2 separate regions of the Bos taurus genome follow, and region 2 is linked to region 1. A link is a contact called in public Hi-C data. All regions are on one chromosome and are shown on one strand. The core of a region is the stretch at or near the end of the contact, and the rest is flanking DNA. Distances in the headings are between cores, read along the strand shown.

The links. Hi-C and Micro-C count contacts between places; a contact is called where the count stands out from the background.
Region 2: a Hi-C map of liver shows a contact between it and region 1, with 2.1 times the contacts expected there. The contact joins two enhancer-like sites. A contact is called at or near these places in 2 of 11 Hi-C or Micro-C datasets (liver and skeletal muscle).

The regions. Positions count from the first base shown.
Region 1 is chr6:69,239,752-69,246,215 of ARS-UCD2.0, reverse strand. No RefSeq gene overlaps it. Among named protein-coding and RNA genes, the nearest start is that of LNX1, 110 kb to the right of the region's middle. Within about 2 kb of position 2,000, at least 6 of the 102 cell types and tissues checked have an H3K27ac peak or open chromatin away from gene starts, as enhancers often do. A contact at or near this core is called in liver, where this site is marked.
Region 2 is chr6:69,436,995-69,442,734 of ARS-UCD2.0, reverse strand. No RefSeq gene overlaps it. Among named protein-coding and RNA genes, the nearest start is that of CHIC2, 160 kb to the left of the region's middle. Within about 2 kb of position 3,269, at least 40 of the 102 cell types and tissues checked have an H3K27ac peak or open chromatin away from gene starts, as enhancers often do. A contact at or near this core is called in liver, where this site is marked.

The DNA of each region.
Region 1 (6,464 bases), core at 751-3,250:
TTTTGGCTACAAATATAACATAATTGATAGTCCAACTTGCTAATCCTGCTCGCCAGGAGGGACTCTCCCATTCTGAATGCGGCTTCCAGATAAGGGCAAAGTCTGTGGTCCCAGCACCTGAGCATCCTCAGAGCCTTCACGACAATTCTGCTTCCCCAGGTTTTTATAGTCCTGGTTCCCTTCTTGTGGGTCGTAGCCCATGATGGCAGCAGTAGGTTTTGATCATCACAGAATACACTCCTGGTGTACGTCACCTGCTTCGTTCTCTGGACCACAACTTTGCGCCCTGAGCGGCAGCTCACAACTATGTTGCAAACAGGTCGTCAGTATATGTTCCTCCTCAGCCTTCACGGTGGTCACGTGGCCCCCTGGAGAGGTTAGAGCCCTGGAACTCCCACCCCTGGCCTTGAATAGCCTCATTCGTATCTCACACATAGAACACAAATGATCATTTTCCACAGGTACTGGGAGATGAATAGGTTGGGAAGCACCTCTGAAGACTAAGATGCAGCTTGGCTTTGGGAATCTCGAAGCATCCCTCACTACCTCAGTTCTGTGTGCTAGACTCTCTCTCCAGTACCCGGTTGCCAGTCCCCAGAACAACTGACCCATCTTTAGACTTGAGACTCACTTGCTTCATTCCCATGGCAGAGACTGACTGGATGGTCACCCAAACCACTTCTCTCTTGGGTTTAGACACAAACTGCATCTCCAAGGCCCTTGCATCCAGGCAGGGGTGTGAGGACTAACTCTGGCTGATGGACTGTAAGTGTAAATGATGTATCACTCCTGGGTTAAGACCAGTAGAGCTGTATGGTCTACACACTTTCCTTCTATCTTCTTTGTCCAAAGTGTCCTTTGCAGGTGTTGAAGATGGTTACTAGATCCCTGAATGCCTACCGTTTGTCCAGCTGCCCCACAGCCTCTAACTGAAACAAACTTGGACTTGAATGAAAATAATTATTTTTATTGTGTTAAGCCCTAAAACTTCAGGACTTATCTGCTATAATAACTAGCATTATCTACAGTAATCAGTACAATTTCTCTATCATAGACATTCATGGTGTTAGGGGATTAACGATGCCACCCTAAAATTAATGCATGGAAGTCCCAACCCCCAGTATCTCTGAGTGTCATGATAAGTTCTTTAAAGAGGCATTTAGTTAGAATGAGGACATTGGAGTGGGTTCTAATGACATGACGGTGCCCTTATAGGGAAAGACATAGACCAGAGGTGGTAGTACACAGGTGGACAACCATGGGAAGAGGCAGCGAGAGGGTGGCCACCTGTGAGCCAAGGAGGGAGACCTCTGAGGAAACCAAGCCTGCCAGTTCTTTGACTCCCCACCGCCAGAGCTGCAGGCAATAAATTTCCATTTTTTTTAAACCACCTAATCTGTGGGATTTTTGTTACAGCAGCTCCAGAAAACTAGTACACATGGTCCAGTCTCTCTGTGTATCATTTTGTTTCCTTATTTCCCAACAGATGTGTTTATTTAAAATACGATCAGTCCTCAAAGATGCTGGTTTTGCCAGCTTTCCTGTCTTTGCCATTGTTATCTTTCAAGTGTTGCAATCAATTTTGGTAATTCCTATTCTTACATAAACCCAAACACGTGCACACATATATTGCTTCTGCTTGATATTTTCCAATTTCACAATAGTCTTGCTGTTAGAGGTTTGCTCAATAAAAGTCTTTATTGAGGGCCGCCCTGGATTTGAACTTAGCCAAGTCCGAGTCTGTACAATGAGCTAATGGGTTAAGTGAATACCAGCTCCAAACATTCTGTGAGATCCTCCAATCACTGTCTTCCCTTCCCATCCACTGCCCTCAAAGGTAGTCGCTAGCAAGCTCCCTAAGTTGTAGGTTTCTCTGACATAGAATCTATCTTCAGAGACCATGAACATGAGCAGCCCTGACTGTGTGTGTGAGTGCAAGGTCAGCACAATCGCCCATTTCCCTCACTGTGCTGGAGCCAGGCCCTGCTCTGGAATCTGTGAGCCTGTCAAATTGTGGCAACTGTCACACTGAGCCAAAACCAAGTTTTGCTGATGGAAGCAAGCTGCACAATCCAGGGCAGCCCACAAACCCCAAGATACCACCTTGCAGAAGTTTTGCTCTTGCTCTGAGCTTTTGACTAGGTAACCACCTATTGATAAATGGAGCTTCCAAAATACACACAGGGACCACCTGTTTGGCTAATGTCAAGTATTTTACATTCGACTTCAGTAAATTGTTTAACACGGCTCCCTCTACTGGGCTGTTAGTGACGCTGAAGCTTTTGGTTTCAAACCTAGGGAGAAAGGTTTGAAGCCAAAACCTTTCAGCTACCACCAGTTGAGCTGACAAAATCAATGAGGAAATAGCATTGCCTGATGTGAAAATCCTAACAGGTATATGAGTGGGACCCTTCAGGGTTTTGCCAATGCTTTTTGGGTCTGCCACCTTGCATCTCGGTAACTTGTCATCTGGGAAAAGGGGGTCAGCAATCCTGATGGGCTTCCCAAGAGGTGCATGGATTAATACAGCGTTTGTTTCTAGGAACAACTGTGATTCCAAGTTTAGCTCCACAGGAAGTCAACAAGCACAAGAAACAACAGGGCAAAGGTGTTTCCAAAAAATGAGCCAAAACACATTTGCAAACGGGGGCCCTTTCAAAATAAAGGCAGACTGAAAGTAAGGCAGGCTGCTCTCCCAAGAGTCTAATCTGGGACAATCAGTGTGAGTTCCAGGTTTGAACCGAAGACCATTTGTGACCTTTTTCTGACCATTAAAGACTCTTAAAAAGGACAGTTCAGATTTGCTTCTTTCATCCTGAATCAGGAAGCTCTGTAGTAAGGGATGAGGCAAAGAGAGTCCCTGAAAATTTGTCTCCTTTGTCTACAGGGCTCAGGGTGATTCTGGTCTCATTGAGCATGTGGAGTGAAGATTTCCTTCAGCCCAGGCTAAGTGACACATCCCCCACTCTGCACCTGTCTACATGTCTGCCCAGACCTTAAGTAAGCATCATCTGTGTTGGGGATTGAGAGAATCCAATGAAGCAAATGGAGATCAAAATGACAGTGCTGATACAAGCTGGCTTGGTGAGTATGGCTTTAATTATATTAGCCAAGTGGCATTTTAATCTCTCCCTCTGTACTGAACGTTCTTCCCAGGCTCTTGCCGGGAAGATTACAAAGAGTATGTTCCCCGCAAAAGCCTGGCTCTGTAAAGTTTACGGCACAGGGGAGCAGAAGGAATGATCCCCGCCAAAGAATGACTGACTCATTCTCCCAGTTCCCTCTCCTGGACTCACAGATCAGATAAGTCATTCCTCTCCCCCTGGGGAGATGAATAAAGTGGTGGCAAGAGTCCAGGAGCTGTGCTGTGCTGGAGGTGTCCACATGGAAGGAAGCATCAAGAGACAGAAGTAAGTGTCCCCAGCAATCTCCTCTTGGAAGCCCCCATGCAACCTCACCCTACCTCCCTGTGTATGGATACAGGTGGGTGTACACACACACACACACCCCAGCACCTCCTGCACAGATCGACTCAAGGCTCCACCCTGTGCTTCGTAGCCTGTGATGATGTCTGTGTGTGTGCTAAGCCACTTCAGTCGTGTCTGACTCTTTGCCTCCCTATGGATTGTAGCCCACCAGGCTCCTCTGTCCGTGGGATTCTCCAGGCAAGAATACTGGAGAAGGTTTCCATGCCCTCCTCCATGGGATCTTCCTGACCCAGGGATTGAACCCGCGTCTCACATCTCCTGCGTTGGCAGATGGGTTCTTTACCACTAGCGCCACCTGGGAATCAGTCCCCTTAGCATTGTGCTCCACCACTGTTTCCTTTCTACCTCCTCCATCAGAACTTGAACTCCCAGAAGGGAAGATTGTATTCCATTACTTTTTTTTCTTCCAATTTTATTGGGAAATAATTGGCATATATTATTGCATAAGTTTAAGATGCAAAATGTGATGATTTGATTTCCATATATTGTGAAATGATTGCCATGATAGATATAGATGCATTTTACCATCTCATTAATATACAATTAAAAAACTTTCTTCTTGAGAGAAGATTTATCTGGACTTTTTCACTAATCATGATTTTAAGATTCTTCTATATTGTTTAACATATTAATATTTCATTTCTTTTGCTTGCTGAGTAGTATTCCATTGTATGGACATACCAGACTTTATTCTTGGGTTCAGGAGTTGATAAGATATTTTGTTCCTTTTCTTTCTTTTTCTTCTAGTTTTATTGAGAAATAATTGACATACGGCACTGTATAAGGTTAAGGTATACAGCATAATGATTTGACTTACATGTCATGAAATGATTATCACAATAAGCTTAGAGAACATTCATCATCTCACATAGACACACACAAAAAAAGAAAAAAATATCCTTGTGATGAGAACTCTTAGTATTTACTCTCTTAACTTTCATGTATAACGTACAGCAGTGTGAATTCTATTGATCATGTTGTATGGATTACTTATCTCTGTTTATCTGGAATTAGCACATAGCGGGGAGAAGGCAATGGCACCCCACTCCAGTACTCTTGCCTGGAAAATCCCATGGACAGAGGAGCCTGGTGGGCTGAAGTCCATGGGGTCACTAAGAGTCGGACACGACTGAGCAACTTCACTTTCACTTTTCACCTTCATGCATTGGAGAAGGAAATGGCAACCCACTCCAGTGTTCTTGCCTGGAGAATCCCAGGGACAGGGGAGCCTGGTGGGCTGCTGTCTATGGGGTCGCACAGAGTCGGACACGACTGAAGCGACTTAGCAGCAGCAGCAGCAGCACATAACAGATGCTCGAGAAAACTTTTCTGGGCTGGGTGGATGGATGGACGGATAGACAGATGAATAATATGAATAAAGAATAAAGCTTTGGGAACCCAGAGAGATAGGGCTTTTTTCTAGATATAAACTAAGGCTTTGACTCAGTCTTAGGGCTGCCTCAGACCTGGGGTGAGCCTAGAGCAACCCTGGAAGCAGCCAGCTGCACAGAGGCTGCCAGAGATCTGGTGTGTGTGTGTGTTAGTCGCTCAGTCGTGTCCAGCTCTGCAACCCCATGGACTGTAGCTCGTCAGGCTTCTCTGTCCATGGAATTCTCTAGGCAAGAATACTGGAGTGGATTGCCATTCCCTTCTCCAGAGGAAGTTCCCAACCCAGGATCAAACCCTCGTCTCCTGCATCACAGGCAGATTCTTTACCATTTGAGCTACAGGGAAGTAAGATCTGGATATGAACTAAATTCCTCTGAATGCCAGGGTTTCCCAGGTTATATCAGTCCCCTGCTGGACCTCCACGGCCTGGCTCTGGCCCCTTGGTCTGAGTGTGGACCTTTCCAATGTAGGGTTCCTCCTAGCTCCCCACATGCTTCCCTCCCTCTCTCCTGCAGACTGGCACACCTGCTAGTTCTTAGCCAGAGACTTGGTTTGGGGATCTTCAACCTGAGAAACGTAAGACCCTCTCACAACCGGAGTACAACTGTCAATAAAATATGAGCTAAATATTCACATACACCATGCTATTTCTTTTTGGCCTTTGTAGGCTTAAGTAGCATCTTGCCTAGAGAACATAACATGCCCAATAAATATTGGTGAAGCAAGGAATTGAACAATATAATATATTTAATTACACTGAGAATGAGTAGGGGGGCTTGGATTTTGACCAAGGAAGACTATGGAAAAGAGGTGCTATAAGCCCCTATGGACTGTTTTCTAGGACATCTGAGGCAGCGGTTAAGATGTGAAAACTAGCCCTACAGGCTTGGGTGTGTTCCACCTCTGCTGTATCATCAACACACCCTATAATACTTCTATAAATATAGGAAATTACAGTTTACTCTTCTGAAGTCTTCTGGAGATGACCATCATACCTATCTCATAGGCTTGCTCAATGAGAAATAAAATGAAACAGCATAAAATGCTTAGTATAGTATCAGGCACATAGTTTTTAACCAATATCTTTTTAAGTTGCTGATGCTGGTTTGTTATTTTGTTTTGAGTCAGGATTCTGGGGCAACACAGGGGGAAAAGATCATTATCGGTGTTCAGGGGCTGTGTGGAGGTGGTAAAGCCGAGGGCGGCATCACAGCTGTGTTACAGCTCTGTGAAGCTCCAGATGTGCACAGATGGAATGGTTTTCTGCAAAAAGAAGAAATGTAAATGGAGTCAGAGGAGCTTACAGGAGCTCAGAGGAGTTCGAAGAGGGTTCAATCACGAAGGCACATAGGAAGGCTCGAAAGGAGAAGGCACAAGGCTCAAAAGAAAGCCCTGACAAGGAAGCCTCGTGGTCTGACCTGGAGAGCTGGCTCGTGGTCTCCCACTCACACTCCATCCTGTGAAGTGGGTGGAGAGAGAGAGACAGAGACTCAGAGAGAGGAGCCGGCCCCTCTCACACCTGTTGCCGGCCCACCCAGCTATCCCTCAGACCTGGCTTCCTGCCTCTCTGGTGAGGGATGTGTCCCT
Region 2 (5,740 bases), core at 2,020-4,519, 200 kb before region 1:
CCAGGGATTGAACTGGTGTCTCCTGCATGGGCAGGTGGGTGCTTTTCCCACGTGGGACACCGAGTATCCTTTTCACCTTTGTGTGTCCAAGGCAGAGCCTTACACGTATCAGGAGCTCAAAAATACATATAGAAAGGAGGGAATTAATCTGAGATTAAAGAGTACTTTCTTATCAGAAGAGAAGACAGTAGATGTATAAAGCTAAAAAGAGGCAGATATGTTGAGAAAATACACATTTTTGAATGCTCAGGTTGTAATCCTTTATTAGGTAAAATGACATGTCCATGGAAACTCTTTCCTAAAATGTAAATCTAGTCAAACCCAATATGATGCCATCCGGGCAGGAGACAGGCTTCCCTTGTTAGGACCTAATTTCCTTATGCACAGGGCGGTCTTATTTTGAAAAGACTGAAAATTCTTGAAGTACCTCCGAGAGGAAACTCTGACTCCCTTTCCCCACATGCTGATAATACAATCTGAGCACAAAGAGAAGCAAATGATAAATGCACAGAGCCAGTCCTCGTCCACACAAGGAAGGACTGAGACTCAACGAGCCTTTATGAGACGTTAGAGTTGAAGATGACATCGTCCTTTATTTTCTTTGAGAGGCTGAGTCCATCTGAATAAAAAACAATACCAAAAAGCTCTCCACAGGTCAGAAGGGAAAAAAGCGACTTTTACAAATGCACTGCTTATTCTGCGGTGACTGCAGAGCCCAGTATCTAATCTACTTCCCCACTTCCTGTGTTATGAAATGCTGGGCATAGTTTTCTCTTGGCTCAGTTGCATTTCGATAAAGAGCAAAGAGTCTGAATGAAAGACACAGCGAACACTGCCCTCTTTTGTCCACCAAGGGTTTCTGCCGACTTTTTTGGATGAGTGTGTGTCAGGCAGAAGAGAGTTAAAGTGGGACTGAGTAAACCTTGGCGCTGTATTCTGTTTTAGTTGTTCTCTTCGTGACTCTGAGGTTTTAGCAGCGTGGAGCATCTTTATTTTGGTGTCACAAACATTTTAGCTTACCCAAGGCTGCTGCTTTGCACCAAAACCCATTTAATGATGGTTGTTCCATGCTGACCCCAAAAAAGTGGGTGTAAAGCAGAAAAGAGGCTCTATTCTTTGAGGTTTCCCTGTTCCATTTGGATTACCAGGGAGCTAAAGATAAAACCCAGGCAGAAAGCAACGTGTCAGCAGGAATGGAGCAAGATTCCCTCTCCTGTTGGGTAACCCCTTGCTTGGAAGATATGTTTTTGTCTGAGCAGCTTGAGAAATTCTTCTCAAATAATTGATTATGATGTTCTTGTAACTGTGTTGCAGGAGATGGGCAGGAAGAGAGTTTATAAACGAAATATACTGTCAGAGTGCTTGAACTGATGGAAGCAGTACTGGCAAGGAAGGGCATTTCTGTTTGTGGAACAGCTTATGCATTTTTCAGAGGCATATGCAGAAATTAAAAATTAATATGACCTCCTTTCTTGGTTGAATCAACCTTGACAGTTACTTCTTTCCTGTGAGAGTGCATATGAGTTTGGAGGGGCTGCAGAGCACACCAGGGGTAAAGAAGGGCCAGGGACACTGCTTAGAAAGGTGCATTGCTCAGTCCTCTGGGCTCTGTGCCCAAATGTAAACTACTTCATTCGGTTTGAAAGCTTTAAAGGTTGTATTGCTGAAGCCTCAATGCATCAATTAATCATCTACTGTGTCTGTACATATGTTGTATACACAACGAGGCATCAAGGTGCATAGGAAAGATGTGTTCTGGTGGGGAAGGGAAGATTTAATTGCAGATTCTAGTTCAAGGAAATGGAGTTTGCAGTCCCCACCCTGTCACTTTGTTCTTAAATTTTAAGAACAGTTCCAGCAACTTTGGATCCTTCATTTCCCAAGAAGCTTCCCAGGACAGATATTCAGCTCCATTGTGCTCCTAAGGAACTTGTGTTTTGATGGGTCATTTGGAAAACACAGTAAGATAAATTCATTATCAGTGCAAATGGAGCGGTTGGGGAATGGGTCCCAGGGAACTTTTTCCATTACTCTTTGAACGCCCTGCAAAGATGCTGTTGCCAGTTCCTGTCTCATCAAGCCAAGGATGTCACCTTAACAAAAGGAATGTCAAAAGGATGACCTCTTCTCATCCATGATACCTCTCACCAGACATAGACCTCTAAATTATCAGGGGTAAAGTATATTTAAGGGTAAGAAAATACCCATCAAAGAACAAAGTCAGGAAACAGATCTGTTTAGTTGTTTTCTTTCTGCTAAGTGTCTCTGAGGGAGCATTTGCAATGGCTTATGCCCAGGTGTCTAGAATCAGTCAGACACAAGCAGGGAATTTTTAGCCCTATGGTGGTCAGAATGCTTCATTTACACGAGTGCTTTCATTCAGATACACAGAGCTGGCATCTAGAATTCAGATCTTTAGTAACTAGTTGTATAGAGCTCCACAGCAGTCTGGTTAGGAATGGTTAATGTGTTGAAATATTTTGAAAATATTGACACCAAAAAGTTTTATTCTGAAAAATTATTATCCAATGAGGAAAAAGAAAAGGGACAAATTAAAGAGAATTCTATGGGGATTGATTATAGAGCACATCGTTCAAATGAGTGCTACTTAAGAGAAAAATAATACTGAATTTAAAGTGCTTTCTTTAGAAAATACAAATTTTTAGTCTTTGTGTCCAAATTCTTAGTCTGTGTGTCCAAATTCTTAGTCTGTGTGTCCAAAACAGGCAGGCTAGAGGGAGGAAATCTCTGTTTATTAACAAGAAAAACTACATTTGCTTCAAAAACTACTGGATGTTTCCTTGTAATACCCTTGTGAGTTTCTTTATAATATCCTTGTAAGTTTCTTTATTGGCAATGTGAATGAAATACTGAACACGAATTTGTTTGCTTTTACATAGCACTCTACTTACTGAAGATGTTTCTCAAGGATGGGATCATTTGGCAGTAGAGATGAGCCGTGAGGGGTAAGATTAAGAAAAAGGACGGTTTACCGTGTTAATTCATGAAACAAAACGCAAACAGAAACTAAAGAGTATTCTTTTCCCTCATTTGAGTAACAAGCTGGTGTTTGGCAAACTGTCTCTGGAGATATTCAAAGAAAAGAGCAAGCATCGTGATTAAAGCCTTCTCTCTCCGCTTTTCCTCCCTACACTTCTTCTCTGACCACAGTTTGAACACATTTCAATCACCAGCAGTCGGGACTAGGGCAGGGCTGCCACGTGCTTGCTAATAGCGTCCCAAAGGCGGCAACCCAGTGGCTCTTCCCGGAAGTGCTGTCGTAGACCAGTGCGTTACCGTATTTCCCCTGCAACTGCCGCCTGCGACACTGAAGCAGCAGGACTTGGCTGCCAGCTGCTACTCTGCGCTGGCAACTAGATGTACCACTTTTCCAGGTCCTGCTTGATAGTCCAAAATAATAAAGGGCAAGCCGGCAGCTATAAAGTATAACGACTGTTTAGTTGGAATGGACTGATTTAGAGCTAGTCTAGGAATCTCTCCTGGCCCTGAGGTCCCAGTGTTCAAGGACATTTTCCACAGACCGGCTTAAGCCATTTCACGTAAAATAAATAAATGGAAGCACAAAGCTGCTCACTTCTCGGGAAGACAGCGCTTCTTCTGGGCATAGGGGAACGGAGTGAGCTGTGCACGGAGCCGCTCTGAACCATTAGCGGCCAGCTCCCCGTCTGACAAAACAGATTTGTTAGCTTGACTTTGAATTTAAGTCAACAATGACAGAAAAAGTGGGGAACTGCAGTCATTTAAAAGGAGGGCCCAGAGACTGTTTTGCAAACTGAGTAAGGCTCTTTACAAGGGTATTAGTGGTTTATTTTTCAGAGCTTTTTGTGAGACATTGCATATGAAAATATTTTGTAAACTGGGGAATCTTTCATGAGTGGCAGCTCCTATGCTGAGACATTTCTAACTCATCAGAGCGAAAGGAGTATCAGGCAAGGGTGCTCAGAAGCACAAAGAGACACTGACAAGTCCTCTCCAGGCACAAGACAGGTCTTATTAGGACACAATCTCCACCCTGGCAGAGGCTGATGCAAAATTATCAAAGACGAAGGAGAACTTAATGTTTTAGCCATTCTTGCAACAGTTCCCATTATGCTATTAAACCCTCTCTGTCCTTAGATTAACAGCTCTTCGAAATGGGGGAAATTAAAATCTTACTCAGCCAGGAGGACCTAGCAGCTTTGCTGGGTGTTGCTGTTGAGGCTTACCCGATGTTCTCTGATTTGCTCACTTGGGTTCAAGAAGCGGGCCAGGGAAGGGTGGGCCATCCCAGTCTGGGGGAGAGCTAAGCTGTGGGATCCATGACTGTCTCCCCCACTCATCAGCCATTAAGCTTGTCACCAGCTGCTGACATCTAAAGCTGAAAAGAGGGATGTTATGGTACAATAAAACGGACAAGCCCATAAACCCCTCCTTGGTGATTGGTCATGCTCTCCTGCATCCTGCCTGGCCTTTGCCCATTTTTATCACTGGGTGTATGGTAGGCCTCCACTCAGAATCTGTCCATAACAAAGGCACATTAGTTCCAGGCGGAAGCATTTCCCCTAAAATAGTCCCTACCTTCTCTTAAGCAAGAAGACCAAGGGAAAAGCAACAATAGCAGCAACAATAACAATGCAAGAATTCAAGACTGGACACTCACTAGCAATCCCTTTGACTGGGGAGACATGGTCTGGGGTGAGTTGGGTGTTGGTTCCCAGGAAGGAGTATTTTGTATCTACATCACCATTGCTGGAGAACAATGCTGAGGGTTCTTGGGGTGCCCAGGCCATGTTTGTTTATCTGTGGAGACTTAAGCCCCATGTGGAGAGAGTGCAGGACTTGGAAGGAGCAATTCAGCAGACACACTAGCCAGGCCCCAGGCTTTCTGTGGAATGTCCACATTCCTGGCTCAGGGAGATGCTGCCTGGGTCTGAGTGTTCAGTGCCAGGAGTGAGAGATCTCTGTGCTGTCATATGAGCTATTGTGGCATGTTATTGTTCATAGAGAACTTCTACCTAGACCCCCAAACCTCTTCTCAAGATGGGTCCATTTTCACTGCATATGTGACTTTAAATCATAAAGCCTTGGTTCTTGTGCCAACCCTGTCACTTTATGTAGTAGAGTTCTTAGTCGCTCAGTTGTGTCCCACTCTTTGTAACCCATGAACTGTAGCCTGCCAGGCTCCTCTGTCCATGGGTTTTCCCAGGCAAGAATACCAGAGTGGGTTGCCATTTTTCCAGGGGATCTTCCTGACCCAGGGATTGATCCCATGTTTCCTGCATTGAAGACAGATTCTTTACCATCTGAACTATAGGGAAGCTCGCTTTGTAGATATGTGCAACCGTGAGCAAAACACAGGCAAGAAAACAAAAGTTAAGTGGCTTGCTTCTTCCTGGCAGCAGAGAGGGCAAGTGCAGAGGTCCTGAGGTAAGAATGGGTGTGGCCTGATGGTCCCTATGCTAAGAATACATCTGTGTTGGTACCTGATCTGATCTCATGGCTGCTTCCTTCTCTTCATGTAAGTCTCCATAGTAAGGAGTTCTCTGATGCCCATCACGTCTCCATCCCATCCTCCTGACAGAGTTTCTTCAGCACATTTATCTCCCTCAAAAATGACCTCATTTGTTTGCTTCCCCGTTATTGCCTAGCTAGTGGGAAAGTAAACTCTGTGAGAGTGAAGACTTTGATTTTCTTCCACCCATCATGATATTCTCAGTCCCTTCAACAATGCCTGATACAT